Regions from separate parts of the Mus musculus genome. Here region 1 is linked to region 2. Evidence: chromatin contacts called from public HiChIP or PLAC-seq data. All regions are on one chromosome and are shown on one strand. The core of a region is the stretch at or near the end of the contact, and the rest is flanking DNA. Distances in the headings are between cores, read along the strand shown. Region 1 holds the start of Ang (angiogenin, ribonuclease, RNase A family, 5). Region 2 overlaps Tep1 (telomerase associated protein 1).

Region 1 (4,219 bases), core at 893-3,392, 270 kb after region 2:
AATGAGTGGGTGACGACTCTAGCACTCAGTCCTTCCACATCTGTTTAAAAGTAATGTGTGATTAATTTAAAATAGGCACCACCATACATAGTATGTTTGCACACTGAGCATTTCGGTGACAGGTTGGATACCAGTAGAGTGGCCTCACCCTGAAGACCCTGAGTGCTATCTTTCTCTGTACTTCTGAAACAGTTTAAATGCTGGCATTTGTCAAAACATGCTTGGCACTTGTCTAATGGACACTGGTCAGGATGTGACTAGGTCTCCCTTTCAGGGGACTCTAGTACCCCAAAATTAGGCTATAACAGCTTAGTCTTCTTCTCATTTCCTTTCAGCTCACAGTTGGGTTGAGTGCAGGAGGGAGCAGACAAGGACAAAGGGGACCTTCAAGCTGGGCTGTGCCTCAACAAAGCTGAAAAGTGTTGAGGTTTGGGCCCTTTCCAAGTCTTCATGCCAGCCACTCTTCCTTCTCAAGCTGTCAGGCCCCGTTCTTAGGAAGTGTATCCATTGCGATGTGCACATTCTGGGCAGCTTTTGCTTGTTCGCTTGCTTGCTTGTTTGTTGAGACAGGATTTCTCTGCACAGCCCTGGCTGTTCTAGAACTAGCTCTGTAGACCAGGCTGACCTCAAACTCACAGAGATCCACCTGCCTCTGCCTCCCAAGTGCTGCTGGAATTAGGGGTTTGCTTTTTAAAAGACTTTACACTCTTAGAGTCTGCTCTGTGGTCAGGAACAAAAGCTCATTGGTGAAGGCAAACTAACTGATTTCAGAACTTTTTGCAGGCAAGTGTAGAACACTCCCAGGTTCATTGCAACACCTCCAATGACCTCATCAGACCCCAGGGGAAGCATCTTCCAGCTCCCACAGCCAGAGATTGCTCGGCTTAGCAATCAAGTTTATTTAATAACTGCTACCAAATCTTGCATCTCTGAACCTTTAAAGAGAAGCCCAGAATGTTTTTCGTGGTTAGAGGCTCTAGATCAGTTGATGAGGACTTATGTGTCAGTCACTGAGAATATAGAAATGAGTAAGTAAAAATTCTTCTCTGGAAAGGATCCACCCAATGGAGAGACACTGAGATTAACTAACTTAAAGGAATGTTGGCAGCCCATTTCTTCAGTTACACCAACGGAAGTGAATCCAGATCCATCCCGACCGTACTGTGGGTCCTTTATACCAGTGCAGTCTTCCCCAAGTGTTCCCAAGTCCGGGTGTGAACATGTCTGCAAGTCAGCGCCCCAAAGCTGCCTGCTTGCATTTTTGCTGCTTTCTGAGGGTTCCCTGTTCCTGCCACACAGAGGACCAGCCTTGCTGAGGGAGTCTGAAGATGCTGGAGTGCTGAATTCTTCCTCCTGCTACGGCGAGTCAGCTGATGCTCTCGTTTTTTTTTTTTTTTTTTTTTTTTTGTGCCCAGACTCACCTCAGACATCCCCAGCACGCTTCCACACAGTGAGAGATGCTTTGCCCCTGCCTCCACCTCTACTCCGCTGACAACCTGTAGGTCTCCCATCCCTATTTTTGCTTTTAGAAATTAGTACAGCTTAAATCACACATAAATATCTACACAATGATGGAGCAAAATCTAGAAATTGACAAGGAGCTAAAATATTGCAACTTTGCCCTATATACAAGATAAATGTATGGCAACTTTTAAAATTGTATGTATTTATTTATCTGCATGTATGTCTGTGTACCACACATATGCAATGCCCAGGGAGACCAGATGAAGGCATCACTACATATGGTTGGGAACTGCCATGTGGGTCTGAGAACTGAACCTGAGTAAGTGCCTGCAACCACTGAGCGATCTGTCCAGCCTTGAAGATGAATCTGTTAGAACAATTCTAGTAGATTTCTTCACTACCTCACTGTGTACTTTCTGGGTTTTAGAAGTCTGACCCCGTGGCTTGTCTACTCTTCGATCTTAGAGTTACCTCATAAGCAGAGCAGACATGCATAATTTCTTCTGTACTTGGTTCCCATAATGCTTAGATGTAGACAGCTGGTTTTGCAACTGTGCTTTAAAGAACAGGAAGCTGAGTAGCCATAAATATATATTCTTTTTTCTCCAGAGGATGGACAGAGGGAGGAGGAGCCCAGGAAGTGCTGTGTGTATTTCTGGGGGTTGGAGAGGTGGGGGCACAGTTGCCTCACTCCTTCCTTTAGACTTCTTTCAAAGTAGTTCCTGAAGTTGGCCTGAACGTCAGGGATAATATGTTTTTGGATCTATGGCATATGCACAGTGAAACTTCAGTCCTACCCTGAGCAAGGATAAGGACCATACACATAAGGAAAGAGGCAGCTTAGGAACAAAAGGCCGTGCTTAGCAAACATTATCATTGCTGAAAGAGATGTGTGGTCCACCAGGTGGTTAATATTTGACCCAGGCATGCTCAGGGGAAAGGTGAATGACTCCTTGTTTGCCCATGATTAGTGGCCTTGGTTTACAAGTCGCTGCCAAAGTAAAGATCCTTAGATAGGTTCTCCCCACCCCGTCACATGAGCACTGTATATTACCAGCCTGTGAGGAGCCTCTAGCTTCACACCGCAGGACCCTGTCTCCAGGAGCACGCAGCTGGACACATTCCCAGTCGGAGGAAAGCTGGCCAGCTTTGGTAAGATTCTTCCTTGTGGGTGTTCAACTCTCTGCTTCTTTTCCTCTGTGCTCTTTCTAGCAGTTCATCTATTTTAGTGAAACTGACTAACACCCCTTACGCTTTCTGGACTCAAACTTGCACATTAAAAAGAAAACGAGTAAGAGTTAAAATTTAAAATGAAAACAGGATTATTTGGTGTGGTTTGTATCTGGGAAGCAATTAATGGGATTTCGATCAAGGAGATGGAGATATAGGAGGGTTTCTTCAATTGTGATTAAAAGCCCCCAAAGGCTTAGGAAGCCATTTGCAGAAGGGCATGTGATCTGTCGTGTTTCCTCCATAACAAGCTTGGCTTGGCAGGAATAATAAGGAAAACCCCGAGTCTGGTGGTGGTGGTCCACACCTTTAATTTCAGCACTGGGGTGGTAGAGGCAGGCAGATCTCTGAGTTCAAGGCCAGTCTGGTCTATAAAGTGAGTTCCAGGACAGCCAGGGCTACCCAGAGAAAGCCTGTCTCCAAAAAGAAAAAGGAAAGAAAAGAAAAGAAAAAAAAAAAAAAAAAAAAAAAAGGAAAACCCGGAATCAGGAAGTACTTTCAGCAGTATTTCCTACTCAATTCTTTCCTAAAAAAAAAAAAGAAGGAAGAAAAAAGAAAAAGTTATGGACGCTCCTTAAAAACAAAGAGGAACATGAACCAAGATCAAAAGATGCTAGGTTGAGGGGAGAAAGGAGGAAAGACAGGAGGAAGACCAGGCACAGGGTGTTCTAGTCCAGTTGGACTGTTATGAAGATACACAAAGTAGGGAGAGTATACCTAGGAGAAGGGTGTTTATCACATTGCCACCCCAGCTGCAGGTAGTTTGCTACATGTCTAGTCTACATAGCACTGCCAACCCGGATTCCTGTGAGCACTACCTGGTTAAGAATGGGTAAACTGAGTCTGCACAAGAGTTGGAACTATTCCACTGCAGAAATCCGAATGACAGTCATTGTTGTGTATGCGACTAAGGTTCAGTACCTTTGGCCATGGCAGATTTACACCTGCACTCTCTAACAATAACACTCTCGCTTGTTTTCTCACAATTATACCTTGTCTGGCTTTGGGGGGAGTGTTAGAGTTAAACACACAGTGAGACAGTTTCAAGGGAGTGGACAGTAGACACTGGTGGTTGAGGTGTTCTGCTGGAAGTTGCTCCCTGGGTGTTTTAGAGAAACCATTATGAGAGACTGCATTGGGTGAGTTGGTAAAAATTAATGTGGAATTTCTGCAAATTAGAAGCAAGTAACCCCTTTCCTGGCCACATAGGCCTGAGAGCTTTCAAAGTCTAAATAGCAAGTATCTTTTTAGGATGAAGACCCCCCTATGTAGTGTTCATGGTACAGAGCCTTGGCTTACCCAGAGATCCTTCAGGGAAGATGTGTTTCAGTGAGACTGGACCAAGGTCACCCATCACCGATTTCTTCCAGTTGGTACCTTGTATCATCAACTAAGGTTATATAAATTTGCCGCTGCAATTCCAGTGTTGCTAGATTTGGCTCCTGAAACCGGTAAAGAATCCATTAGCTTAGTAAGAACCATACACTTTCAAAGCTGGAACCCCTCTCATTTATGGATGGTAAAG
Region 2 (4,377 bases), core at 1,244-3,743:
AGGCTACGGAAGAAGGAAGCTTTTACTTTTTGCCTGCTTGCCCTTAGATGTTGTGATAAGTTCATCTATCCTGTTATTGAGGCAGTCTTTGGCCTGCTTCTTTGGAACTCTGATTTGACTGAAGACCAGCAGCAACCTAGGCATTCCCTGGGACTCCAGAACCAGATTGAAACTATCTGAGACATCCAGCCTCGTGGACTGAGCAACCACTGGGTTCTTAGCCTTTCCATTGGAAGACAGCCATTGTTGAACTACCTAGACTGCAATCTGTAAACCCTTCTAAATTTCCTTAAAATGTGGGGGTGGGGTGGGGTGTGTGTGTGTGTGTTCATTCTCTGTTCTGTTATTCCTCTAGAGAATTTTGATAACAAGTCCTCTGCAAGAGTAGAATGTGCTCATAACTGCTAAGCCATCTCCTTAGCCCTCAATCACTTATTTCTTCTGCTATCAGTACTGTCTTCATTTCCAGGAAGTTCCTCTGTATCCCACTGTAGTGACAGGTTACTCTGGATTCTATTCTCTCACAGTATATAGCTTCTCCACTGAAGGACACTAATGAGGGCTAATGCTTTCCCCTGTTAAATTCACTTTTCCCCTGCAAATTGGTGTCTGTTAAATGTTACTGTAGACAGAATACAGGCTCAAAAGATTCACTTTCCCCATCAAAATCCTCTTAATTATACCAGTTCTACAAGATATCCTAATCATCATCAACTGTCAAAAAACTGCATACTCTTTGCCTTAAAACAGATGTTCATGTTTGTATAAATGGCTTCACTGATAAGGATCTAGCCAAATCTACCTACTCTCTTTAAGTATTATACCACTAATACAACTGGCTAGAGAAATGGTCCAGTGGTTACTATAGTGCGCTGCTCTCCAGAGGACTAGAGTTTGGTTCCCAGCACCCATCTCAGGTAGCTCTCAATTTTCCGTACCTCTAGCTCCAGGTCCAACACTGTCTTCTGACCTTCAAGGCACCCTCTTACACACAGAGACATCGACACATAAGTAAAAGTAACTTTAAAAAACGTAAGAACAGATGTGGGTGTTATAAACTTTTCTAAAGAGTACAAGACAGGATCTCACTCTAGATACCCGGCTGTCTCAGAACTGGCTATGTAGGCCAGCATGGCCTAAAATTCAAGAAAAATCCTCCTTCCTTGGCCTCCTAATACAGACTACAGCCATATGCTATGCTTTATAGTAAGGATTACCGAGTCAGGCATGGGATCTCAGACCTTTCATCCCAGCACTCAGGAGGTGAGGAAGGAGTCAGGTAGACCTCTGCGTTCAAGGCCAGAACCTTGTAAGTAAGCAACGTAAATCCATGGCATGATTACTCCACTTGTCAATATGTTGTAAGCTCTATCGACTTCATTTTAGTTTCATTTTTCCTTCCTTTGTTCTTCAAGATAAGGTTTCTCTATATAGTCCTGGCTATCGTGGAACTCCCCCTATAGACCAGGCTGGCCTTGAATTCAAATTCCACCTCCCAAATACCCCTGCCTCTGAACTGGGATTATGAACCATCATGGGCTGACTTCTTTTTAAAGAACACTTTATGAGATTTATTTTTCTTTTATGTATATGAATGAGTGTTTTGGCTGTATGTCTGTGTACCACATGTGAGCATTGCCTATGGAGGCCAGAAGAGGGCGATGGGTTTCCTAGAACTGGAGTTACAGCAAGTTGTAAGCCACCGTGTAGGCACTAAGAATCAAAACCCAGTTCTCTGTAAGAGTGACCAGTGCTCTTAATGGCAGATCCATCTCTCAGCTCCATGAACTTCAATTTGAGGGAGAAATAGATTTGTGATCTCTGTAAGAGTGCCAATTAGTCTACCAATGAATGCTTGCAAGTCAAATGTAAAGTCCAAAGACTCATTCTGCCTTTGGTGCCTGGGTTTCCCACTCTGGCCAGTTAGTTCTGGGGAGAGGGCTGAGTCTGTGACAGGAACCCAGCACAGTCCTAGGTCTATCCGTTTTTTCCTAAATGCTTGCACGTCTACTGACTTTAACTCGCTCTTGTGTCCTTTCATGACCAAACGAGAATTCCTCAGGTCTCTTCAAACTAAGTACTGGCCACCAATAGCCTTCCTTCCTTCTGACAAGAGTGGACCTTAGAACTTAGGCCAGAAAGGGACACAGGAATAGAATCTGCGTGTTAAAGATGCTCATGTTCCTGCAGTTCTCCTTAGATGTTAAATTAGAAAGGAATATCCAGAGCCCTCCCCGTTGATCTAAAATCACCAGCGAACACAATCGGGCATACACTCTAGATCTCTCAACATTTTAGTTTTATAATCTTACTAAGAATATAGACACAGGTGTCTTCAGGCTAGCAGCATCTGTTGACATCATCTTTGTCCTGAGTACTGCATCTTCATTCCCAAGATAGAAAATACAAGTTTCCTTGTGTGTCTCCCACAGCAAGCTGCAGGGGAGAGCTGGGCTCCATCCAAGGTTCCAGACAGCTCACTGGCCCTTCACATCGGAACAAGCCCAGCTGAAACAGGAACAGAAACGGGGGAAGTGAAACTATAGGCCTGAGGTCTCCTTGTTATCTTTCTCTCAAATCAATATCTTAGAAACAGGCCACACCAAGAGAGACTGAGAAAAACAACTTTCATTTCGTTGACACGCCTTAGCCTGCATTCATTTTCTTGCACTAGCCCTTTCTCCGCTTGTGTGCACGTGTGCACACAGAGACCCACACTTACCAGCTGCATACTGGGTCTCTCCCACAGCTTAACATCTCTGTCCTTCGAAGCTGTCACCAGCAATCCCGGAAGCACATGGAGGGCTGTGACAGAGCCCAAGTGGATCTCGGAAAGGAGGGGAACAACATGAGTTCTCAGGGAGACCTTTCACTTACTGAAGCAGCAAAGGCTGCTGCTGAGCCAGATTTAGAACCGCCTCCCTCTATGACCCCTCCCTCCAAGCTCACCTTTTTACACTGCTGTGCCTTTAAATTTGTGGGATCAATCCAGCAATCAATGGAAAAATCCAACTCTGAGTGCGGGGACAACTCTGTCTCCAGAGTCTGAGTTTTAGGTTTTTTTGCTTTTTTCTGCCAAATGTTATCTACGATCCATTCTCCCTCTGAGGTACATTCAGATAAGTTCCACAGCATCCCATCAGAGGTGGCGCACAAAAGGGATGATTCTGCCATTTTAAGAGCAGAGTTAGCCAGGGCTCAAGCCTTGAGGACCCACAAGCCTCCCCTAAGCCACCCCAGAAAGAGCACTCTGGCCCTTCTTCTCCCACTAACCAGACTCAGGTTTGGCCTGAGTGATTGATACTGGGGACCCATTAGGATTATTTAAGTTCAGATTGAAGTCCAGGATCTCTTCAAACTCCCCTGACTCCTTTTGCTCCTGTGAAGGGATAGGTAGAGAGGTAACTTTGTTTAGTTCATGACACAACGCCACTATCAAAGCTCTAAGACAGGATATATATGACACAAAATATTAGTATTACACAAAAACAAAAGACAAAAAACTAAAACCCACCACACCTACAAATAAAATACATGCATCAAGTGAATGCATGTAAGATCTACCCATGCAGTGCCCCTAGGTGGAGATGTGGAACAGTTCTCGATGTTGTTCTCATGCCCAGTCCCAGTTGGTAGGAGAGCCCGAAAGCTGGCAGCAGATTTAAGTGTCTCCACTTATTACAAACTCCACATCAGTGAGATCTCTGTAGTGTGGCCATGTTTGTGACTGGCTTCCTTTGCAGAAGGACATGTCTGTATTTCCCTACTTATCATGTTCTACTTTCTGCTGTCATGCAGTTACATACTGAGAATTGCATGTCCAGGTTGGGCTATGTTGAATTTAGGCTAACACAGACGTGTCTGGGCCTGGCATTTGGGGACTATGTATACTTCTTTCACTTAAGTACATATTTAGGAACAGAATCACTGCTTTCTAGACAGACTTTGTACGTAACTTTAGTAGGTATCCGATTAGGATTTCTTAAAACTTTCCAGAAACAAGAGACCTTAGGAATCTTGGGAATGAAATCTAGCTCTGACAGAATCCCAAACAGTTAAGCATAAAGCATCTGTGAGGTACCTGCACCATGCACCATGACAGAGACACGGTGTAGCCCTTGACCTTAAAATGCTAATACTGACAGAAACCAAAAAAAAAAAAAAAAAAAAAATCACAACTAGGAAACCTAGGAGACAGGCATGGTGGCACAAGCCTTTAATCCCAGAACTAGGGAGGCATATCTCTAAGTTCTAGGCCAGCCTGCCTGCTATATGGAGTGAGTCCCCAGACAGGACAGCAAGAGCTGCACAGAAAGCCTGGAGAGGAGAGATGGCTCAGCAGGTAGGAGCAATTGCCAGCAAGCCTCACAACAGAGT

Evidence for each region. HiChIP or PLAC-seq counts read pairs in DNA pulled down with a chosen protein or histone mark.
Region 1: a contact with region 2 is called in an H3K4me3 HiChIP or PLAC-seq map of the 230-238 cell line, with 34 read pairs. The contact joins the promoter of Ang here to the enhancer-like site in region 2. A contact is called at or near these places in 3 of 39 promoter capture datasets (embryonic stem cells, macrophages and neural stem cells), 1 of 15 datasets of contacts at CTCF or cohesin (the NIH/3T3 cell line), 4 of 484 Hi-C or Micro-C datasets (CD4 T cells, the G1E-ER4 cell line, bone marrow-derived macrophages and 1 more), 29 of 115 datasets of contacts at active chromatin or transcription factors (the 230-238 cell line, the HPC-7 cell line, the NIH/3T3 cell line and 21 more) and 4 of 9 other capture datasets (adipose tissue, liver, macrophages and 1 more).

What each region holds. Positions count from the first base shown.
Region 1 is chr14:51,093,858-51,098,076 of GRCm38.p6, forward strand. It overlaps Ang (angiogenin, ribonuclease, RNase A family, 5), which reads left to right and starts at 2,143. Exons shown (of 2, transcript NM_007447.3): 1 at 2,143-2,616. Rnase4 (ribonuclease, RNase A family 4) reads left to right here and starts at 2,143. Exons shown (of 2, transcript NM_201239.3): 1 at 2,143-2,616.
Region 2 is chr14:50,821,783-50,826,159 of GRCm38.p6, forward strand. It overlaps Tep1 (telomerase associated protein 1), which reads right to left. Exons shown (of 55, transcript NM_009351.2): 52 at 3,274-3,379; 53 at 2,950-3,167; 54 at 2,723-2,827; 55 at 2,279-2,508. The coding sequence ends at 2,386. Among named protein-coding and RNA genes, the nearest start is that of Gm52116, 12 kb to the right of the region's middle. Within about 2 kb of position 2,494, at least 75 of the 459 cell types and tissues checked have an H3K27ac peak or open chromatin away from gene starts, as enhancers often do. A contact at or near this core is called in the 230-238 cell line, the G1E-ER4 cell line, adipose tissue and 5 more, where this site is marked.